Linked DNA regions of Hordeum vulgare: region 1 is linked to region 2. The links are chromatin contacts, called in public Hi-C maps. All regions are on one chromosome and are shown on one strand. Each heading gives the region's core, a stretch centred on a gene start, on an enhancer-like site or on the middle of the called end of the contact. The rest is flanking DNA. Distances are from core to core; before and after follow the strand shown.

Region 1 (6,124 bases), core at 3,254-5,753, 620 kb after region 2:
CAAAAACCTATATCTATCATTCATATTGCACTTGTATCACCATCTCTTCGCCGAACTAGTGCACCTATACAATTTGCCACTCTATTCGGTGTGTTGGTGACACAAGAGATTTCTTATATTTGATTGTAGGGTTGTTTGAGAGAGACCATCTTCATCCTACACCTCCCACTGATTGATAAACCTTAGGTCATCCACTTGAGGAAAAATTGCTACTCTCCTACAAAACTCTACGCTTGCAGGCCCAACATAGTCTACAAGAATAAAGTTGTGTACTAGACATCACCGGCGTCGAAAGCGACGGGGACCTCTGACCACCGAGGACTGTCTGCTAACCTGCGCGCCCGTAGGGCCGCGTTCGCCTCCCTTGACAAGTGATTGCGGTGGCGGTGGGACGCAAGGTCATGAACCCCACTAAGGATGCAAGCTGCCCCGTGGGGTGCCCGAGAGCTCCTACCGGAGTCGATGCCCCCGACCGGGGCCGCACGGAGGCCTGTGTAGTGGTACCGATGGAGTGGAGAAATGACGCGCTCTAGCCGCCCAGCGCGCGTCTCCTAGGTGGACGCGGAGCAAAGGGGTGCCCGTCCATTGCAGGTGGCGGTGGCGAGCTGGGGGTGCGCCCAGGCCCGGCGCCATGGACGCGTTCAGAGGGGCAATGATGTGGCAGTCCTCGATCCCTGAGCTACACGGCACCCGGAGCAGGGGGGGCTTGCTGACAAAGAGGGCGCGGCAGGGCGCCCCGGCGCCGTCATTTGCGAGGAGTTGTGTGCGGCACACCTATGCGGCCCAGGCACGTTAGGGGCGGCTTCGCCCATGATGTGGTTGGTGTCGAGGTCGAGGGCGCGAAGACGGCAAGCCTCCCTACCTGGCGCGCCAAATGTCAAAGTTTGGGATCTGCGTCCACGAGCTTCTCCAAGAACTAGGGTTCGAACACTTGGCTGCTTGACTTGCGACCTGCAACACGATGACAAACACAGCAAGATGGACGGTGAGCGCACTTCGCCTCATCGGAGACAAAGAAGACACACGATCTACCCAGGTTCTGGCCGCCGGAGTGTAAAACCCTACTCGTGCGTGTAATTTTCTTTCTCGGGGAAAAAGGGAGGAGCTTGAGGCTCTAGTACACGGAGGTTCTCAGGGGATAGAATGGTTTGTCCCCCTACACAGATGCGACCCTGTCCCTCTTGTAATGCCTTGGTCCTCCTCCCTGAAAACACGAGCAGGGCCACAACACGGTAATTCAAAGGGGGCAAGGTTCGAGTCCTATCCTGACTAAAGGTGGTCTTCTCCTATCAAAGTGGTATTCATGACGTGGGCATGGGATCGACAATGACCTTCACCCTACAGCGTTGATTCGTCATGATCCTCTATCATCGAAATGGTAAGCTTTTGCCACCTGCTCTTGGGGAAATAGCTCGCGCTGCCACCTAATCACCAAAGGGAAATCCTCTCTACTCGTGCCCGCTCGTATGACCTTCCTCGAAGCAGATGCGTCACCCACGTGATGGGCACATTTCCCTAAGGCTGGAGACACCCACCCGGCCTCGCGAGACGGCCCAGCGAGTGGGGCTCTCGCGAGGATGTTCGATGTCTGACGGCCCCCGCCAGCGCTTGCTCCTCGAGAGGTTGCCCCCTTTGAGTGACACAGGCAGGGCAACCTTGCTCGGGTCAGCCCAGCATCGTCCCTAGGGCCAACCGGCAGATGGGCCATGGTACCCCGGGTTCCACTGGGCCGACATCTTTCGTCTAGGGTGCTCAAACACCCACGGGTAACAAGACTCGCAAGGGATTACTGGGGGGAATTAAATTTCTCTTGGTGGAAGTGTAGATCAAGGCCTTCTCCTCCAAACCATAGAGCATCAACAAGTTGCGATGGCTAGTGAGAGAGATCAGGCGAAAATGAGCTTAGGAGCAACAATGGAGCTTGGGGGAAAGAGGTAAGTCAACTTGGGGAAGAAGACCCCCTTTTATAATGGGAGGGAAAATCTGCCCGTTTTCTGCCGAGAAGTTGTGCACAAGTTGTAGTACCGTTCTTGTGAGCGATGCTACCGCCCTGCATGACAGTTTTGCCCTTAACGTATACCTGACAAAGTCAAGGACACGATAGTGCCACTGGAGCGGTACTACCGCTCCCGCCAGCGGTACTTCCACTTAGCGTTGCACGTAGAGGTGAACCCATGGTAGTAGAGGTAGGTAGTGTGGTAGTATCGCGCCTAGCGATACTACTGACGGCTACTGTCGCCCTACATCTTCTCGAGTGGCGAAGGGCTACAGAAGCATAAATTAAGCGGTAGTTGATGCGGATGTGAAGGACGGTGGTACCGCACAAGCGGTACTACCGCTCCAAATCAACGGTTCTTTCCCTTAACCCTTTGCAGTTTGGTGAATCTGCGATAGTGGGGTAGTAGCCAGAGCCGCAATACCGCACCAGCGGTACTACCGCTCTGAACTACCGCCCTACTATGACACATTAACATAACACAAAACATAAGATGTAGTGCCCGAAGCACTAGAGGGCGGCAGTACCTCTGAAGCGGTATTACCGCTCCCTAGTGCGGTACTTTCCGCGTATGTGCCTCTCGAATGCCCTAAGCAGAAGGCAAGAGTAGCTCCAAATTACCGAAAAGGCATGAGGGTGCACAGGTGACTCTGTACATGTTGATTCCATCCTAACTTGTCCAAAAGCGGACCCCCTCTTGATAATACGGATTTCCTACGACTTAAATCCACCAAAAAATTATCGAAAATAATCGTCTTCCCTCTTAAACACCGATGGAGAATAAATCGTCTCATGCCATCTGATAATCTCTGAAAGCTAAATGCACACAATTAGTCCGGAAAGCGCAGTGTCATCACTCACCAAAACCACTAAGGGAGAAATATGGCCTAACAACCTCACAATGGTTGCGGCGATGATTTGGTGCAACTATAGTTGGATTTTGCTACTACCAGCAAAGTTCTTTGCTACATTCACCAAGGCGAAGTTGCGGCCTCGTGATGGCGGCGACGACGAATTGTTGCAACCGTAGTTGGATTTTGCTACTCTTGACGAAGTTTTTGGATACATCCATCAAGGCGGGGTTATGACCTCGCGACAACGTCAACGACGATTTGTTGCAACCGTTGTCGTTTTTGCTAGGACCGGTGGTGTTTTTTGCTACACCCATTCAATGGCGTTGACTGACTGGTGCCCATCATCGACGCAATTCCATGCAGTGAGCATCAACGGCGAGGGGCGGCGATGGAGCTACAATTGTTGCCACTGAGAGCTGCAACCGCAGGTGCAACTATTGCATGGGTCGGGCATCGACAAGGACGGACGATGAGTGTGGCGCCTGGCGACGAGGACGGCCACCGGAGAAAACAAGAGGCGCGACCCAACCCGAGAAAGAAGAAGTTGGGGCCCTTTTTGCCCACACACTTGTCGGGAGTCACTAGTTAGCGAGCCCTCCTTCGAAAGTCTCCTAGCGAGTAGTTCCGCGCACCGCCATTTGACGTGTTCTCAGTCGTCGCCACGTGTCGAGCTGTGAGTGTTTCTTTCGAATTTTGTTTTTTTTCTCGCACACGTTTTTGGCTTTTTAGATTGGGTTTTTTCTGATTTTTTTGTGTTCCGGTTTTTCACCGATCTTTCTTAGCCTTTTTGATGAAAATAAAAAATTCAAAAATATATATTTTGTTCAAAAAAGACGCATTTTCTGTTTTTTCGCAAGAGACATGGTTTTGCTTTCTCAGAGGCACGCTTTTGCCTTCGCGAGAGGCGCGGTTTTGACTTGGCAAGAGGCACTGTCGTGCCTTTTGGAAACGAAAAAACGTGTTTTTTGTTTTTTACGAGAGTCACGGTTTTGCTTCTTGGAGAGGCACGGTTTTGTTTCCACGAGAGGCACAGTTTTGTCTTCGTGAGCCATGCCTCTCGGAGAGGAAAAAAACGTGTTTGCTGTTTTTTCTGCGAGAAGCACGGTTTTGTTTTCGCGAGAGGCACGACTTTATCTCCGTCGTGCCTCTCTAAAAGGAAAAAACGCGAAATAACGTGTTTTCTGTTTTTTTTCTATAGCGAGATGCACGGTTTTTTTGGTTCGGCTTTTTTCGTAAAGATAAAATTCGTCAAAACCTACGAATAAGGAATCTAGTTTTGAAGATCTCGATGCGAGAAATTCAACGATGAAAACGGATCGAGATTTGGACCCACGGTTTAAAAGATAAAACATTTTAAAAATATGAATCTACAAAAAAAATAAAAAAATTCGGATTACGACAAGTGACATACATGCAGTGTGTCACTTATCGCAACCTAGAAAGGTGAGAGTGATCTTTGAAAAAAAAAAAAACACTCCCTGTTTAGTGATTTCGACGCTTGCCCGGATCAAACGGATGTGGGCGTGGGTTGAAACTTTTGGGCCGGGCGCCGGCGCCTATCAGTGGCCTGTAAAGATGGATAGACCGAGGCTTCCCATCTTTAAACTTGGCGGGCTCGGACCACTTGCCAGTTGCCACGGAAGCTCATTCTCTCCGACCCCCACCCCACCGCTCGCAAACATGCGGAGAGCCCTCCGCCACCGCCCGCGCCTCCAGCCGCCCACTGAAACACCGCCAGCGCCGTCAGCCCCTCTCCCATGGTACGCCGCCCCGCGGGCGCCGCCACCGCATTCGCCGCCCACGACCGAGGTCGACCCCCTAATCGTTGCCGCCTCCGAAGTCGCGCTCACTCTGCCAGTTCACCCCGCCGCGCTCCCGGCCACGGCGCCGGCGCCGCTCCTGCGCCTCCTCCCCGCCTTCACATCCGCCCACTTCCTCTCCCTCCTCCGCTCCAACCCCCTCTCCCTCCCGCCGCTCCCGCTCCTCTCCCTCTTCCGCCTGCTTCTTCTCGCCTCCCCTCCCGGCCTCTTCCGCCACACGCCATCCTCCTTCCTCTCCATGTCCCACTACCTCCTCCTCCACCGCCTCCCGGACCTCGCTCGCCCCCTCCTCCGCCTCCTAGTCTCCCGACTTGGCCGCTCCTCTCCGCCGCGCCTCCTCCCGCTCCTCGTCCCCGCCGCCTCCCCCGAAGACCCCGCCCCTCTCGTCTCCGAGCTTGCTGCCGCGTACGCCGACGAGGGCCTCCTCGCCGACGCCTCCTCCCTCGTCCTCCTCGCCCTCCGCGGCGGCACTCGCCTACCGGCGCCCGTGTGTTTCGGCCTCATGAGCCGGCTCCCCACTACTCCCGAAGCATACACTTTCTACCTGCAGCTGCTTGACGCCGGCATGGCCCCGGAGATCAGGCAGTTCAACGTGCTGATGCGAGATTTCGTTAGATTTGGAGACCTTGCCAGTGCACGCAAAGTGTTCGACGAAATGCGAACCAGGAGCGTGCAGCCGACTGTGGTCAGCTTCAACACCTTGATTACAGGCATGTGTAGAGCGCGCGATCTGGACGGTGTAGACGGCCTGTACAAGGGAATGATCCAGATGGGTGTCACACCTGATGTCTACACCTACAGCGCTCTGATAAAGGGTTTGTCCAGTTCAGGGAGGATGGAAGATGCAACAAAGATGTTCGATGAAATGCGCGAAAGAGGCGTGAAACCCAATGCCATCGTGTTCACAACATTGATAGATGCACATTGTAAGGATGGGGATGTGAAGGCTGGAATGGACTTGTACCAGGACATGAGGGCAAGGGGTGTCATGCCAGATTTGGTGGCATACAATGCACTGGTGAATGGGCTTTGTCGGGCAAGAAATTTTAAGGCTGCCGAATGCATCGTGGAAGAGATGAGGAGCATAGGTCTGAAGCCAGATAAGGTGACTTACACCACCCTCATTGATGGTTGCTGCAAGGACGGCAAGCTAGACACGGCGATGGATATTAAGCAGAAAATGGCAGACGAGGAGGTTGCGTTGGATGAGGTAACATATACAGCACTCATCTCCGGGCTGAGCAAGGCAGGACGGCCTGTCAATGCCCAGAGGGTCCTTGTTGAGATGATGAAAGCTGGTTTGGAGCCCGACAACACGACCTACACGATGGTGATTGACGCCTTCTGTAGGAAAGGCGACGTAAAGACAGGCTTTAAACTACTGAAGGAGATGCAGAACAAGGGTCGAAAACCAGGAGTTGTGACATATAATGTGATTATCAGTGGCCTCTGCA
Region 2 (6,248 bases), core at 2,464-4,963:
CATCTTGCTCTTCTTCCTTTTGTTTTTGTTCCATCGTCGGAGAGTCATGCTCGGCAAGTACGCCTAGGATTAGGATTACAAGCACGCACGCATTGACGCCTTCTTCATCATTTGCCGGGATTCGGGACAAGCTGATGTGCCGCCAACACAAATCCATGTTCTCGTTGCTCTCACAGAGAAGTCTTCTGTTTTTTCGGCGTCAAAAAGTCGTACTACCACGGCGCAACTAACTGAGGCGACAGTTAAAAAAAACTGAGGCGACAGTTGACATGACATTTACGGTGGCCAATGCGTGTTATTGTCTCAGGATTATGCTCGTGATTTCACCTCGTTTCATGGCAAATTCAGAGCATTTTCTACATTTTCCATGCAGGGGAAGGAGTATAATAATAGTCTAGCAGAGAACCAGCTATTTTCTCGATTGTTAATTAGGTGACCCGCGCACGATCGCAACAAAATCAACTCCATCATCATGCTGTAATTACATACTCTGTCTGTCCGAACCAGCAGTGCCTCTCCTACCGCCAGCATCCTCTCAACGCACGCAGCTAATCCAAAGAATTCGTAACAAGGAAGAAGAATCAAGAAAAGTTCATGAAACTTCAAAAAAGGAAAAATAGAAAGCACACGGTGGTAAATAATGCCCTAAAGACATACGCAAGAAGACAAGATTCTGTTTTTTCTTGAGAATCTTCCGTAAGTTACCGAATGGTCGCCATGCTGGCCGACACGACCCGAGGCGACCAAGCTTCAGCTCTCTCGGATCGACCCGGCCGGCTTGAGCGGCCGATCGTCGGCCTCGTCGACCGAGATGCTCCGGCCAGGCCGCGTCATCGACGACGCCGACCCCGGGGCGGCGAGCTCCTCGATGCGCACGACGATCTCCGGCATCGCCGGCCGCTGGTCGGGGACCGGCACGGTGCAGTCCATGGCCAGCCGCAGCATCTCCACCATCTCCTCCTCCGCGCCCGGGTGCCTCAGCAGCTCCGTGTCGAACACCTCGGACGTCCACTCCTCGCGCACCACGGACCGCGCCCACCGCGGGAGGTCCACGCCCTCGTCGTGCAGCACGGCGTTCGTCGGCGCCTTCCCCGTCAGCATCTCCAGGAGCAGCACACCGAAGCTGTACACGTCGGCCTTCTGCGACAGCCGCCGCGGGTCGGCGACCACCTCGGGGGCGCGGTAGCCCGCCACGCGCATCGACGGCGCGCCGGCGGGGCCGACGAGGCTCGCCAGTCCGTGGTCGGCCACGCGCGCGTCCACCGACCGGCCGAGGAGGATGTTGGACGACTTGATGTTGCCGTGCGCCACCTTGGAGCCCGTCGCGTGGATGTACTCCAGGCCGCGCGCCGAGGCCAGCGCGATCCGCCTCCTCGAATCCCAGCTCAGCGGTGACCGCCCGGCGCCACGGTTGCCTGAGATTCTCACCAGTTCAGAAATTTTGATCCAATTCGAAGCAAAGTTTGGAGCAAGAAAACAGAGAGAACCGGACACGAACACTGAGCGTACGTACCGTGAAGCATGGAGGAGAGGCTGCCCGTGGCGACGAACTCGTACACCATGAGCCGCTCGTCCTTGCTGAAGTAGTAGGCCTGCAGGGGCACGACGTTAGGATGGTCCAGCCCGCCAATCGCCGCGATCTTGTCCCGGAACTCGCGCTCCGGCAGCGACGTCTCCTTGAGACGCTTCACTGCCACCGCCGGCGCCGTCTCCAGCGCGGCCTTGTACGTGGTACCGTACGTGCCCTTGCCCAGGACCTCGGCGGACGCGCGGAGCAGGTCCTCCAGATCGTACGGCCTCGGCACCCTCCCGAAGAAGAAAAGCTTCTTCCGCCCCACGGAGACGGGGGCGACTGGAAGCGGCATCGAAGCGGGCGGAGGCGGCCGCGCGTCGGAGACCCGTGGAGTGTAGCTGTTTGGGCTCATTGCCTCTTTGCTGTGCAGGGCCAGCTCCGCCGCGACGGCGTCCTGGCTCCGGTAGGTTCTTCTTGGCTTGCGGCGGAGAGCGCCACAGGCAAGGACCAGAACGGCGGCGATAAGCAGGAAGCCCAAAGCGCAGCCGATCACAATGCCCGCGATGGCGCCGCCCGCGAGGTGTCTCCGGCGTCGTCTGCCGCCGTTTCCCGCGACCACGGCTTCTGGGGCAGGCGTGGGAGGCTGGGACGGTGGTTGGGAAGATGGTGTTCGACACGGTGGGAGGGGCTTGCCGCACAGTGTCATGCCGAGGAAAGACGTGGCGGGCATGCCGCCGAAGCCTTTGGGAACCTCGCCGGTGAGGTCGTTGAAGGAGGCGTTAAAAGACAAGAGGGACGGCATGTCGACGTCCGGCAGCTCGTGGGTGAAGAGGTTGCCCTCCAAGAAGAGCAGCTGCAGCTTCCCGCTCTTGGCAATGGCGGCCGGTATTCTCCCGGATAAGCGGTTCTCAGCGAGGTTCAGCTGCGTCAACGCCGGGAGGGAGAGAATCGCGGCCGGGAGCTCACCGGAGAAGTGGTTGGACTGCAGGTTGATGACCCGCAGCTTGACGCAGGAGGCCAGGTCGGCCGGGAGCGGGCCGGAGAGCGCGTTGAAGCGCAGGGAGAGCACGGTGAGCCTGGTGAGGCCGCCGAGCGCACCGACGGGGACGGAGCCGCGGAGGCCGTCCCCGGGGAGGTGGAGCCCGGTGACGCGGCCTCCGGAGCAGACGACGCCGGTCCAGGAGCACGTCTGCCGGGACGTGTTCCAGGACACGGACGCCGACCCGAAGGGCGCGATGAAGGCCTGCAGCGCAGCGGTGTCGGACGCCAGGTCGTCGGCGGCGCGCGCCGCGCCGAGGGCCACGGCGAGGAGCAACGCCAGCGCGGCGGCCTGGGACGGAGGCATGGCTGTGGTGGTCCCTTCGCTTGGCCGATCACACCATGTGAGAGTGTTGGGAGAGGAGAGGTGGGGAGGGACGAAACAAGAAAGCGGAATATCGGAAAGAAGCTTCACAAATGGCTCGTTTAGCGACAAGGGGGGAGAAGAGGAGGCGGACTCACTTCCACAAGACGATGTCGCAAATCCGCAACCACATTCTTGGTCTGGCCGCTGTGGACCGTCCGATAATACGTTGGACGGTCGAGATCGCACGCCTGCCCGCTGTCGTCGATCCTACTCCTGGTCCAGCTGATGCCGATGGCAGGGGACGATAATCTGGAGTACAACTCAACTCGACAGTGCGTGAAAATGATCGGCGAAACAGTTGCTCGTTTGAATTTTGGTCAGTTGTTGCTAGCGGCTGCTCCTGAGATCCTCTGCTTTGTAGGCCAATGTGATTGAACATGAACACGAATGCTCGACCATTTTCCTGCTGTCAGCAGACATCATATCCCCGGTGCAGTTCGCTTCATGGACTGGTTCGCTTGATGATGTGTGGAGCTATGGACGTGGACGGCGTCGTGCATCCGTGCGTGACGAAGTAAACCGGTCCCTGAATGCCGGAACCGTAACTGTCAGAGAGGTTTATGGGCCTGTAAATGTCATGAACTCATGATGCCGTCAGGTGTTGGAAAATTTTGAGCGAGTGTATGATGATGGTCTGTCAGTTACCGTCCGCTGAAAGATTTATCTACTTCTCGGCAATGCTGAGCTAGGAACGTGCATTTCCTCCTGTGTGTAAGTGTAGAATTGATTTTTTTTTTTTTGAGAGAGAGAGGGTGCAGAATTGCATTGGCCAAACGGCCGAAACAACTAGAAATAGCCCAGAGCAAATGGTGGTCAGAGTCGGTCACATCGCATTCGTCGTTTATTGACATATTTTGCAACAATGGGATACATAATTTAAGAGCAAAATATTTTTCTCGATGGTGATCTACTGAATGCAAACTTAAAAATATCTCCTCTTTTAATTGGCAAAGTATTATGACGGGAGTTAATTCGTTGAAGCATGGTTATATTTGGCGTGTGGACAATAGACGGAATATTAAAATTTGAATAGATGAATGGATCCCAAATTAACCGAGTAGAAAAATTATTATTCCAAAAAGGAGACTGCCTCCTGTCAAGGGTCTCTGATCTTATTAATCCAATCACTAATTACAGAGATGAAGACATGGTGAGAATGTCATGGCCAATTAATGCTCAGCGGATCCTCGAGATTACTCTTTCTCTGCATGATATGTCACATTTTATAATGTGGAGTTGCACAAAAATGGAATGTTCACTATTCGATAAGCTTACTTCATGGAATGGGACTACCAACACCGGAATAACCTTCGACATGCAAATAGTATATTTTTTGGGCATAGCTGGTGCCATCATCATAGATTTTTTTTTCTTTTTTGAAAGATCCAGCTTGCACCTCGCTTATCATTGATTTAGCAGAAGGAGAATATCAAAAAAGACCTGATCAAGTGATCAAGATAGGATCGCCTATTCACCAACAGGTTGGCGCTCCCGTCAAAACACGGCTCACGAACAAACTTCTCAGGTTGGATCCCCAAAAGGAGTCGCTATGCATTTTGCCCCAGTCAAACGCCATTGCTCCGGAACCCGGTCGATCACTCGCTGAGCGCATGGTATGTGTCCACAGAATGTGCATCCATTTCTTTCTAACCAAATGTGCCAAGCCACCGCGATTAGAATGGACCGCAGCCCCTTGTATGTCTCGGACGTTGTTCCGACCAGCTTGCCCTTGATGATCCGCGTGGTCGTGCGCCCCGACTGTTGGGGAACGTTGCATGGAAAACAAAAAAAAATCCTACGCACACGAAGACCTATCATTGTGATGTCCATCTACGAGATGAGATTTGGATCTACATATCCTTGTAGACCGCACAGTAGAAAGCGTTAAAAAACGCGGTTGATGTAGTGGAACGTCTTCACGTTCATCGATCCGCCCCACGAACCGTCCCGCGATCCGTCTTGCGATCCGTCCCACGATCCGTTCCGATCTAGTGCCGAACGGACGGCACCTCCGCATTGAGCACACGTACAGCTCGACGATGGTCTCGGCTTTCTTGATCCAACAAACAAGACGGAGAAGTAGATGAGTTCTCTAGCAGCGTGACGGCGCTCCGGTGGTGGTGATGATCTAATCCTGCAGGGCTCCGCCCGAGCTCCGCAGAAATACGATCTAGAGGAAGACCTATGGTTTCTAGATCTGAGTTGCACGAGGCAAAAGTTATCTCAAATCAGCCCTAAATCACCACTATATATAGGAAGGAGGGGAGCAGGCTTGCCTTGAGGACCAAGTCCCCAAGGGTGCGCCGTACAAGAGGAGAGGATGAATCCTACTCCAATTAGGATTGGAAAGTGGAGTCCTTCTCTTCCTTCCCACCTCTTTTTTCTCTCTTTGGTTTTCCTTCTCTTGGCGCCAAGGCCCTCTTGGGCTGTCCCACCAGCCCACTAAGGGCTGGTGCGCCACCCTAAGGCCATTGGGCTTCCTGATGGGTAACGTAGCATATATTCAAAATTTTCCTACGCATATTCAGATCTTCCTATGGAGATACCAGCAACGAGAGAGGGGTAAGAGCATCTTCATACCTTTGAAGATCGCTAAGCGGAAGCGTTGCTAGAACGCGGTTGATGAAGTCGTACTCGCAGCGATTCCGATCTAGTGCCGAACTACGGCACCTCCGCGTTCAACACACGTGTAGCCCGGTGACGTCCCCCGCACCTTGATCCAGCAAGGAGGAGGGAGAGGTTGGGGAAGAAATCCAGCAGCACGACGGCGTGGTGTCGATGGAGAGACGAGGTCTCCCGGTAGGGCTTCGCCAAGCACCGGCAGACAGGAGGAGGAAGAAGGGCAGGGCTGCGCCGAGGGAGAGGGAGAAGTCTATCTCCCAATGGCCAAAAGTGCCCGGTATATATAGGGGAACGGAGGGGCTGCGCCCCCTTGAGGGTTTCCCCCTCCTGGGGGGGGGGGGGAAGCCCTAGATGGGTGTTGGTGCGGCGGCCAAGGGGGGAGGAGGGGTGTGGCGCACCCCTGGTGGGCCTTAGGCCCACCTGGCTTAGGGTTTGCCCCCCTTTTCTCTCCCCTGTGCATTGGGCTGAGTGGGGAGGCGCACCAGACCACCTAGGGGCTGGTTCCCTCCCCCACTTGGCCCATCTTACCTCCCGGGGTCGTTGCCCCCCTTCAGTGGACCCCCGGGGCCACCTCCGGTGGTCCCGGTGGTCCCGGTACGTTACCGGTGATGCCCGAAACACATCCGGTGTCCGAAACCATCCGTCCTATATATCAATCTTTACCTCCGGACCATTCCGGAGCTCCTCGTGACGTCCGGGATGTCATCC

Evidence for each region. A called contact is a pair of places that touch in the nucleus more often than the background predicts.
Region 1: a Hi-C map of seedling shows a contact between it and region 2, with 4 times the contacts expected there. The contact joins the promoter of LOC123430386 here to the promoter of LOC123426930 in region 2. A contact is called at or near these places in 2 of 6 Hi-C or Micro-C datasets (leaf and seedling) and 1 of 1 datasets of contacts at active chromatin or transcription factors (embryo).

The regions. Positions count from the first base shown.
Region 1 is chr2H:514,602,065-514,608,188 of MorexV3_pseudomolecules_assembly, forward strand. LOC123430386 (putative pentatricopeptide repeat-containing protein At1g09680) reads left to right here and starts at 4,504. Exons shown (of 1, transcript XM_045114252.1): 1 at 4,504-6,124. The coding sequence starts at 4,531.
Region 2 is chr2H:513,984,872-513,991,119 of MorexV3_pseudomolecules_assembly, forward strand. LOC123426930 (probable inactive receptor kinase RLK902) reads right to left here and starts at 3,714. Exons shown (of 2, transcript XM_045110850.1): 1 at 1,514-3,714; 2 at 450-1,415. The coding sequence starts at 2,858. The coding sequence ends at 751.